Linked DNA regions of Mus musculus: region 1 is linked to region 2. Evidence: chromatin contacts called from public ChIA-PET data. All regions are on one chromosome and are shown on one strand. Each heading gives the region's core, a stretch centred on a gene start, on an enhancer-like site or on the middle of the called end of the contact. The rest is flanking DNA. Distances are from core to core; before and after follow the strand shown.

Region 1 (5,361 bases), core at 1,410-3,909, 200 kb before region 2:
GGGAGATGAAACTAGGGCAATGTACTTACAGTCATACAGTCATATCTATTTTCAGTTCTCTCTCCCTCTCCCTCTCTGAAACTTAACAGAAAGGTGGGGGAATCTATGTTTTCTGTGCAGCCATCCAAAGCTAAACAAGGTCTATGGTGATTCCACCTACACAGCATAGCAGGAGTGATGTGAGTAATTTTCAAGACTGTCCATAAAAGGCAGGCCAGCTTCCCTCCTGTGTTCAGACATCCACTTTGGAGCCCTACAGTATCATAAGATGTCTCACACACTGAAGCTGCCTTGCTGGGAAAATACCCAGGCTGTGTGAAGAGACTTGTCCTGGCTGACTGTCCTAGCCAAGGTTTCAGTCTGTAAATAGAGGCAAATGGCAGAACCAGGGTAAAGATACCTCGACACCATGGGATTCTAGTGCCAGCCATCAAGTCCTGCCAGACAAGGAGCTATCACTGAGAGCTATAAATTTTGCTCAAAGTTCTTACTTACAGAGAACGAGAGTCATAAAATAGTTTCTTTATGCTGTGAAGTTTTGGACTGGTTTACTGTAGGGATACAGATACACATTAATATCTGTTAATTATGACAGATATAAAACCAGGAGCCACATGTGTTCCTGAGTCTCCTTAAAATACTTCTGTGGAGATCTAGAGGTCTATATTTAAAATAAGGCATATTATTTATTTTTACTTATTTATATATTTTTATTTTATATGCATTGGTGTTTTGCCCACATGTATGCTGTGTGAGGGTGCCAGATCCTCTGGAACTAGACTTATAGATAGTTGTGAGCCACCACGTGGTACTGGGAATTGAACCTCGGTCCTCTAAAAGAGCAGCCAGTACTCCTAATCACTGTGCTATCTTTCTACCCCCTATTTTTATCTTTTAACTATGTATAACTGTGTAGGAATATGTGCACATGAGTACTGTTGGCTAAGAAGGCCAGAAGAGTGAGTCAGATCCCTTTGAACTGGTGTTACAGGCAGCCGTGAGTTGCTGAGTCTGATGAACACACTTTTACCTGCAGAGCCATAACACTACTTGAAAACTTTTGGACTAGCCAGTCTTCAAGGACCTAACTCCTATTTCTAATAAGCCCAGATCAGGATAGATTTGCCTATATAGAAAACTATCTAATGCTGCTTCATAGATTCAAATTTGTCTGTACCCCTCCCAGGTGTTGGAGTCCAGGCTCTCCTTACCTAAATGGCTCTCCTTAGATCTAGTGTAAGATCCTATATGAAAACAGTGTTTGCAGAAACCTAATAATGTGTAACGTTTAGTTTAATTGTCAAGCAGACTTCATAGAGGGTCACTTGTGAAGTAATTCTAAGTGAGGGATGGCTTATATCAGGTTGGCTTGTGGGCATGCCTGTAGGAGATTGTCTTGATTACCTTAGTTAATGTGAGGAGACTCAGTTCACTGTGAGAAGCACAATTCCCTAGGTAGGGGGCTATGAACTGTGTAAGAGAGGAGAAAAAGCAAGCTGTTGAGCATCATCTGAGGAACAACTATTCTCAACTCTTGAGCACAGATACGATGTGACTGTTTTAGGTTCCTACTGCCTATCTGGAGTCATGAGCTAAAATAAATACTTTTCCTCTTAGACTCTTTTTAAAATTTAATTTTTGTTTTTTGAGACAGGGTTTCTCTGTATAGCCCTGGCTGTCCTGGAACTCACTCTGTAGACCAGGCTGGCCTTGAAATCAGAAATCTGCCTGTCTCTGCCTCCCAAGTGCTGGGATTAAAGGCGTGTGCCACCACTGCCCGGCAACATTTAATTTTTTAAATACAGTGTCTCATTATGTAACCTTGGCTGGTCTGGAACTCTCTATGCAGACTATATAAAGATCTGCCCACCTCTGCTTCTGGAGTGCTAGGATTACCAGCATGTCTGGCTCTTCAGATGTTTTTTTGTCAGGGTATATTTTTCATATTCACATTAATACAATAGATCCTTGCAAAAAGGGAAACTTTGGACATGGATGTTGATGCATACAGAAACAGTAGGAAAGAGGAAGGTTGGGGGGGGGGACTCATTTATAGGTCAAGGGTCACCAAGGGCTTCTTGCAAAGCACGACGTCCTCACCAGCCCTCAGGAACACATCCGGGTTGCTGATGCTCCTGAGCAGAACTGAAAGTCTGGTAGCAGTAGTGTGCATCTCCACAGTCCCTGAAGCAGGAGCTTAAAGCTGAGCTCAAAGCCAGCGGGGGTGGGGTAGGGGGCTACACAACAAGAGACTTTCTCAACCCAAAACCAAAAGTAGGACCAAGAGACTGCGATGTTAATTTTTCTTTCTTTCTTTCTTTCTTTCTTTCTTTCTTTCTTTCTTTCTTTCTTTCTTTCTTTCTTTCTTTTTTTTTAATTGGAAATTGGTTCTTCTGTCATAGAATACATCCTGACCTCCACTCCTCCTGGCCCCCTCCGCCGCACCTCCACTCCCTCGCTGTCTCTTCTTCAAGAAAGATCAGGCCTCTAAGAGAGAGGACAAATAGGACAAAACAGGATATAATCGGAGGAAGCTAAATCCTTCATAGTGAAACTAAACAAGGCAACCCAATAGGAGAAAGAGAGCAGATAGAAGAGTCACAGACACCGACTTCTACACACACAGGTGTTAGGGGCGTTACAAACACAGGCACAGTCTTGGTGCAGAGCCCTGATGCCCCCCCTCCCCCCTCCCGTGCTTGCCCCTGCAGTCTCTGTGAACCCACAGGGGCCCTGCTTAGTTGATTCAGTGGGCTGAGTTCTCCTGGTGTCTCCATCCTCTCTGACTCCTACAACCTTTCCACCCCCTCTTCTGTGGGGTTCCCCAATCTGTGAAGGGACCTGATGGAGACCCCCCAATTTAGGTTCTCTCTCCGTGGGGTTAAATTTCTATTTCTGCCTCTTAGTTTGTGTTCCTTCATTGTGGCAACTTTAAGAACCTCACTGGAGAGGGAGCTTGAGCAGAGCAGGATAGAGGACCTCATCCCGGCCTCTGATTGAGGGAGCAGAACTGATGGAGCCCACCTGGTAGGAGCTGTAATGGTGAGCGCCGGCTGCCACAGGTAGCTTTAGGTAGCTTTAGGTTTGGTTTCTGCACCCCCTGGACCTCCGATCTCGGAAATAGAACGGGTCCTGAAATCACCCCAATAAAGCTAAGAGTGGTCCTAGTCACAATGCATATTTAAACTGTTAAAAAGAAATTAAAATAAGTCTTAAACCCTTAAAAAATATATCCCAGTTTGTTCCATAGGCTCTGGCCAGTTCATTAACTTTTTTTGGTATGTTTTTTCCTTCTCCCTGTGCACACTGGAAATACTCAGGACGCCAAAGAGTTTAAAACCACTTTTAGGCGAGAACACAGCAGTGTGGCCATCGCTACCAAAACTGACCTGGTAGAGCTTTCAGAGTTACTTTTAGATGATTTTGGTTTGGGGACAAGGTTTTGCTATTAAATAGCTCAGGCCAGTTTCAAACGTGGGATCCTCCTGCCTCTCTTTTCTGAATGCTGAGTTTAGAGGTGTGAACCATCACGACCAGCCTTTTAACTTTATAACTTTATCCTATTTGTTTATTTGACTTTTGTTTTTTTATACAGGATCTTGGTCATTTCTAAAACCGAAGTGGTGAGTAGACGGTTCTGAGTTAGATCATGTGACATTTAGCTGTTTCAGTGTGCTGGAGACTTGTTTTTATTCCTTAGAGACTGGCAGAATAGGAGATCATCTATTAGCAAGTGGCAGTAGTAGTTTCCCTGACCCACACCAAAGCTTGTTTGGTTAAATTAGGTATTTAACTCCTCTGGTAGTATTTACCATGTTATCTGATACTATTGTTTCTTTGACTGGTTACTTAGACTGAAAGTTTCATGCAGGTAAGGGTTCAGATGGAGTTGTGTCTGTGTATCCACTCTAAAAATAGAATCTAGCTTTCATTTTTAGTGTGGATGCACAGACCTAAGGGCCACCAACATCCTGTTATTTCTTGATGTGTAAACGATGAGGTCCATTGCCAGGCTGACTCTATTGTTGAGGCTCACAGTGCTACTTCCAGGAAAGGTTCGGAGTCACACCACAGAGTAGGGGTCCTGGAGTGGGCTGATAAAAACAAATTGGTTCTCTGCTAAAACGTTCACAGAAAAGCCCCATGACATAAACATTTTAAGACTGCTCTACATGGCGGCTTCTTTTTTTTTTTTTTTTTTTTTTTTTGGTGTTTTCGAGACAGGGTTTCTCTGTGTAGCCCTGGCTGTCCTGAAACTCACTTTGTAGACCAGGCTGGCCTCGAACTCAGAAATCCTCCTGCCTCTGCCTCCCACGCGCTGGGATTAAAGGCGTGCGGCACCACGCCCAGCTTTTTGCTTTTTTTTTTTTTTTTTTTCCTACATGGCTTCTTACATATTTGTTGAGACTGACTACCCCGTGAAGGATTTTTCATCAGGAAGTTTAAATCACTAAGGAATTGTGCCGATTACTTCTCTCATTGCTGAGATAAAACACCCAGTGAAAACAACTCCCGGGGAAGGAGAAAAGGTTTGGTTTGGCTTTACAGTTCCAGGGGGTGCAGTTTGCCACAGCAGGGAAGTCACAGCCACCAGAGCATGGGGTGCGGGTGGCTGTGCATCCAGTCAGAGAGCAGAGGGAGATGTGTGCTGGCCCTCAGCTCGGCTTATCCCTTTGTTCAGTCTGACCCTCCAGCCCTGACATTGGTTCTGTATGGCTTTAGGGTAAATCTTCCTGCCCCAATTAACCTCATCTGGAAAGCCCCTCCCAGTCAGGCACAAGGCTTTGTTTCCATGGTGATTCTAAACCCAGGCAGATAGACATCAGGAGTATTGTAGAATCACAACCTAGGCAGACAACTCAGTGGTACAAATACGAGTTGCCAACTCTCTCGCATACATTTTATCATTTATGTCTCAATGTACTAATTAATCTCAAAGTTAATCCTTGGGTTAACTCAGCCTAAGAAAGATGCCTAAAGCCACCCAAATGTCACTGAGAATATAATATTAACAAAATCACCCATGCTGTCTGTGTGAAATTATAACAGAACTCCCAACCCCTCACAATTCAGGGAAGGAAAGTCGAGCTTCTATTCTATCAGACTCACTTCTTGGAAGCTCATTTTTTAGGTTGTAACTGTGGTTTAAATATAGAATGCAAAATGTACATGTGAATCTTTTTCCCTCAAGATCTATATTCCTGAAACTTGTAATAAGATCCAAACACTTACTTTAAAATTTATTTGCTTATTTAATTTTGAGACAGGGTCTTGCTCTGAAGCTGGACGTGGCCTTGAACTCATAACCTCCTGTCTTAATTTTCCAGTCAGATCACATAAGTACATATAAGTAAGCCATAA
Region 2 (5,069 bases), core at 626-3,125:
CCTAAGTTTTAAAACCTTTTCCCTTTTCAAATGCAGAAGAGAGACCAAAAAGACAAAGGACGGGTCATTGAGGGGAAATGCCCTACACGGTCATCTAAAAACACTTGTGTCCCTTCCAAACGTTACTGTTTAGAGCTACTTCTTAATTCAGGTGGATGTTTTCATCCTGAGGATTCTGGGAATCAGAATATCAGCGGGGACAGAGGTGGGGACAGGCCAACTGGACCTAAAGATAAATCCCAACGTGTCAAATACAGCCACTCACAATGTGAGCCCGTGCACTTTAGGTGTGTTGTGACAGCCTTCTGATCAGAAAGCACAGGAGTTTCAAGGAAGTCAACCGAATCCTAACGAGAAGATTACATTTCCCCCACCTGGGGAACTAGGCATAAGAAAGTCAGCATGACTCAAGGTGTGCTCATTGACAACTTGGCTTCTCCAAGCCCCATTTTTAGCTCAGAGCAGCACCAGGCATGTTAGGGCTTCAGGTTTTTAAATCGCTCAGGCCTCATTACCTGGGGGATTAACTATAGTTTTCTTATTCTTGTCAAGAACAGACCTGATCACGAGGAAGGCTCGGGGCAATAGAAAAGTGACATTGGCATCCGCAGCTCAGAACACAGTACTGTGCCTTCTTAGGAAGCGGGATTTGTTCATTTTGAGTGTACTGACACTGTAGTACACTCTCCCATATATACTTCAGTCATACATTTAGGCAAAAAACACAGATGTCCTGGAAAGCAGTTATTGTTACTATTATCATTGTCATATGCAACAGTAGTAGTACTTTGGAGGGCACTGAAGCCCCAACCTTGCCTTTGCTAAGCCTGTTGGGGCTACACTCTCAGTCTCTAATTTCTTAACGGACACTGAACAAATTATCTAAATTGGTTTCACATTTACGATATTTTAAACGTTCTCTCTTATTTTTATATAGCAGTTGTTTTTGTTTTGTTTTGTTTTGTTTTTTCCTGTTAAGTTCTCAGACAAGACCAGAATGTATTCAAGAAGTCCATACGCTGGTATTGACTTTTAAATTTAGGTTTGTCCTCTGGGGTGGGGGTGCAAAGGGATCCTAGTGGTAGTTTTTCTAACCACACATCAAAGTCTTCCACAAACACATGACTATAAGCAACCTACGGACTTTGGGAAGTCAGTTGAGGACACGGATTACCGAGCCTCTTCCTTCTGACCTGTCAGCACCTGCAACCTAGGAGGAGGAACCACCGAGTCTTTAAATGGAAATCAGTTGACCCCTTCCAGCTCAAACGCTAAAATCACAGCTGTAGGCCAGTAAATACCCCAGAGCATAAAATGTCGACAGGAGGCTCCAGGGCAGGGGGCAAACGGCGGGGACCTGGTGTGGACCCCCTCGAGCGAGCGCCTTCACTTAAGGGGAGACCAGGGTGGAGAGGGAGGGCCTTTCCCTTCGGGGGCGGGGAGGGGGGTGGTGGATACACAGGTGCGTGTTCAGCCGTAGGGACAACGAAGGCACCGCCTGGGCGCGGCCGCCCCCTCCTCTCGCCCCATCTGACCCCAACATCCAGGAGAGGTGCCCGCAAGGGACCGCGCCCTCCTTCCCCCGGGGGCGTGGGAGCCGGGCGACCGCGGCTTAGCAGGTGACTGTGCCACCTGCCCGCAGCGGGAGACCCAGGTGAGGCGCCGCCAGGTAACAGCACCTGCCCTGCCGCCCCCACCTGCTGCTGCGCTCCCCCTTCCCCCGCCGTCCCCGCCTACCTTCGTGTCGGAGCCCCCAGGCCCGCGCTGCCCGGCCGGCCGGGGCGAGCCGAGCGGCCGGCGCCCGCACTCCGGCGGCTGCGGCTCAGCGGGAAGCCCCGGCGCTGCCCGGCTCGCCGCCCCGGAGCCGCTCCATTGTGACGCGGCGCGCGCGGCCGGCCAATGGGCGCGCGGCGGCGCGAACCGCTGACTAAGTTCGCGCGCGGAGGAGGAGCGGAGCGCGCGGGCTGCGCAGGCTGCGCAGGCGGGAGCCGGGGACGCGCAGCGCCGCCTCCGAGCCGCCCTTACCCGGATCGCTCCGCCACCCGGCCCGAGAGTCCACCCGGCCTTGGGACGAACCGCGGGGGCCGGTGACTCACCCTCCTGCTGCACACAAAGCGCAGCTGCCACCTCCCGGAGCCAACGCCATGCGGCCGCCCGGATGCACTCGCCCAGCCTGGCATCCGCGGTGCATGGCAGCCACACGCCTCGCCAGGAGCTGGGGCTGCATTCCAGAAACCCAGGAGCCGGGCCTTATGGCCGTTCCCCAGGCGCTCCACCCCAGCAGAAGACCCCTGCCTTCTCACGTGTGCACCCCTGAGAAACTTGTTATTGACACAACTTACTCTACCAGGAAGGGTGGGGTGTGCCGCGCAGAGCCTGCCTTAGTGAAGTCCCTTTAACGCTCTTTAAGTCGAGTGACTGGAAAGGTTGTAGGGCCCCTGGGAAGGAGGAGAAACTAAGCAGCTTCTGGGCCTCCAATACCATCTTTTTCTTTCCAGTGTCTTTATCTTCAGCGTGAGGTGACAAGATAGAGGGAGTACACATAATAGTATTTCATTGAGGATGGTCACCTGTCCCCCATCCACATTCTTCTCCTGTTAATGGCCCTGTATTTGAAGAGTAACAGTGTGCCTTGCAAGTTAAGCAAAAATTTAATCCAAATTCAGAACTCTGGGCTATTTAATAGTTCTATCCTCCTCCTCGAATCTTTAACTCCCCCACACCCTCCCTGTTCTGTTTTAAGCTCAGTCTTTGTCCAGGTTATTTCTAGCACAAGGATTCAATTCAGCAAGATTTGTATCTCTTAGTTGCTATGGTGTTCCCATCCCTAGGTAACAAAACACTCCCAGAGGAGTAAAAGAAGACAGCATTTGAGTCACCTGATCAGTTGGGCACCCAATACCTCCACACACTACGAAGGTGTGGAAGACTGCGCTGTATCCAGTAGCGACCAGTCATATCAGAACTCCAGCCCGAACTGCCCTGGAAGTCACTGCTATACCCGGTCCTTGTCCAATTCACTCTGAGTGGCAGTTGCATTGAGTCTGAAGCAAACATTGAAAACACTGTGAGGACTAACGGCTCCACAGCTAAGAGCACAGACTGTTCTTGCAGAAGACCAGAATTCTGTTCACAGCTGCCGACAACTCCAGCTCCAAACGTTCTGACACCCTCTTCTGGCCTCCAAAGGCATCCACACATATATGCACCTACATATATGTGCTCCCACACACATGTGCACCTACATATATGTGCTCCCCCGCACACGTGCACCCACATACGTGGCACACACACTGCACACACACACATCTTTTTTTTTTAATTCTTTCATTTGAACATACAACATATTGTCATTAAATTGTGTGTATGACCTTGTGTACACATTTGTAATTCTAGATGTAAGTATGGCCCTCAAACTGCTTACCACCTGGACAAAGAGGTGTTTGTTTTTTTATTTTCTTGTTAAGATTTGTATTTTTATGTGAGCATACTGTAGCTGTCTTCAGACACACCAGAAGAGGGCATCCAATCCTGTTAGAGATGATTTTGAGCCACCACGTGGTTGTTGGGAATTGAACTCAGGACCTCTGGAAAAGCAGTGTTCTTAACCACTGAACCATCTCTCCAGCCCCCAGACAAAGAGTTTTTTAAGTATCAGTTTGAGGGGGAAAAGTAAGTGCTGTAATAGAATCAGAGTATTCTAACATTATAAGCTGGACGTTTCTGATTTTTTTCTTGGCTTAATGTTTGAGAAGGGACATTTCCTCCTCCAAGACCCTAATAATGTTTTCTGTCACAACAACATGGCTGCTTGTGTGACTTTGGGGAAGTTACTTAACCCTTTGTGTCCTCGTCTCTACAGCCAGAGATTATAAGCTTGGTGGTCAGTTTAAATTCAATGGGGATGCATATTAAAATCGGCTTCCTTGTTTGTAGCTCAACCTATCAATAGGAAGCAACGGAGATCAAGTTCATTCAAAATGTGTTACGTCTGGCAAACCCCACAGATGTAGCTGTTAAATGTGATTGCTGTTAATACATTCCTAATTTTCATCAGCAAATGATGGCAGTTCTTATTACGACAGTTGTAGGAGCCAGATAGAGGACTTTGTACTGCTCTGGAAACTCCTGGGCTGTCATTCAGGTTTTTCCGTTTTTGCTTTAGGCTCCAGGTGCATCATGGCCTCAGCTGCTCTCAAATCTGAAACCTGGCACATCAGCATCATCTTGGCCCTTAAAGAACATATTTGGTGTCTTCCTCTTGCTTATCTGCTCTGGACGTCATCTTAAAATGGTGGTTCATCTTCTCGGCTCTTCAGACAAGCTGTAGATTAGAGAAGCCAAAATAAAATGATCTAATTTTCTGCAATGCCTCACTCTTTCTGGCGGTAGGGTCTTTCCATTCATGTGACAAAGGGACTAAGACCAGAGGTGTGTGTGGTCAGTTCCTCTGTATAATTGATGGTCACTAAAGTCACAGATGTTAGAAAGTAAGGGATTGCTTCAAGTTTGTCATCTTATAGGTAGGTGAACTCAGTGACCCCAGGAAGGAATTTCCTAACTTGTGGGATTGGCAGGTCTCTCTTGTGTTAGTTTCCTGGAATAAAACAGAAAGGTCTTTGAGCAATATGTAAGCTCCACACCATGTGGCTGCCTTGATGAGGTGAGTTTTCTCTGCTCTTGGAAGAACTTTGGGTGGTTTATAAGAGACAGAATAGTATCCAGCATTAATAGTTCTTTCTCCAGAGGTCGGAGGGATGGCTTAGTGGTTAGTGAGATGACTTGGTGGTTAAGAGCACATGACTCACAACATCGTAGCACCAGCTTCAGGAAATCTGATGCCTCTGCCCTCCTCAAACACTTGCACTCATGTGCACCCCAACACACACACACACACACACACACACACACACACACAAGTTAAAAGTCAATCTTAAAATAGTTCTTTTTCATTTTAGTAATTTTTCAATTTCTGTGATAACGAGAAATCCTTTTTTAAAATGAAATATAGATCTGATAGAGGTGAAGACAGAATACCAAAGCAGCTATAGTAATGAATTATCTTAAAA

What was found. ChIA-PET counts read pairs in DNA pulled down with a chosen protein or histone mark.
Region 1: a contact with region 2 is called in an RNA polymerase II ChIA-PET map of effector CD8 T cells, with 54 read pairs. The contact joins the enhancer-like site here to the promoter of Lrrc8b in region 2. A contact is called at or near these places in 10 of 39 promoter capture datasets (the 3T3-L1 cell line, the C10 cell line, the HPC-7 cell line and 5 more), 2 of 15 datasets of contacts at CTCF or cohesin (CD8 T cells and large pre-B cells), 6 of 484 Hi-C or Micro-C datasets (bone marrow-derived macrophages, embryonic stem cells, nephron progenitors and 2 more), 12 of 115 datasets of contacts at active chromatin or transcription factors (bone marrow-derived macrophages, cardiomyocytes, craniofacial prominence and 8 more) and 4 of 9 other capture datasets (adipose tissue, liver, macrophages and 1 more).

The regions. Positions count from the first base shown.
Region 1 is chr5:105,613,544-105,618,904 of GRCm38.p6, reverse strand. No RefSeq gene overlaps it. Among named protein-coding and RNA genes, the nearest start is that of Gm32230, 28 kb to the left of the region's middle. Within about 2 kb of position 2,659, at least 50 of the 459 cell types and tissues checked have an H3K27ac peak or open chromatin away from gene starts, as enhancers often do. A contact at or near this core is called in CD8 T cells, effector CD8 T cells, memory CD8 T cells and 1 more, where this site is marked.
Region 2 is chr5:105,412,581-105,417,649 of GRCm38.p6, reverse strand. It overlaps Lrrc8b (leucine rich repeat containing 8 family, member B), which reads right to left and starts at 1,875. Exons shown (of 5, transcript NM_001033550.3): 1 at 1,738-1,875. It overlaps 4930542N06Rik (a long non-coding RNA gene), which reads left to right and starts at 2,474. Exons shown (of 2, transcript XR_389449.3): 1 at 2,474-3,398; 2 at 4,166-4,364. Gm32051 (a long non-coding RNA gene) reads right to left here. Exons shown (of 2, transcript XR_389452.2): 2 at 3,728-4,597.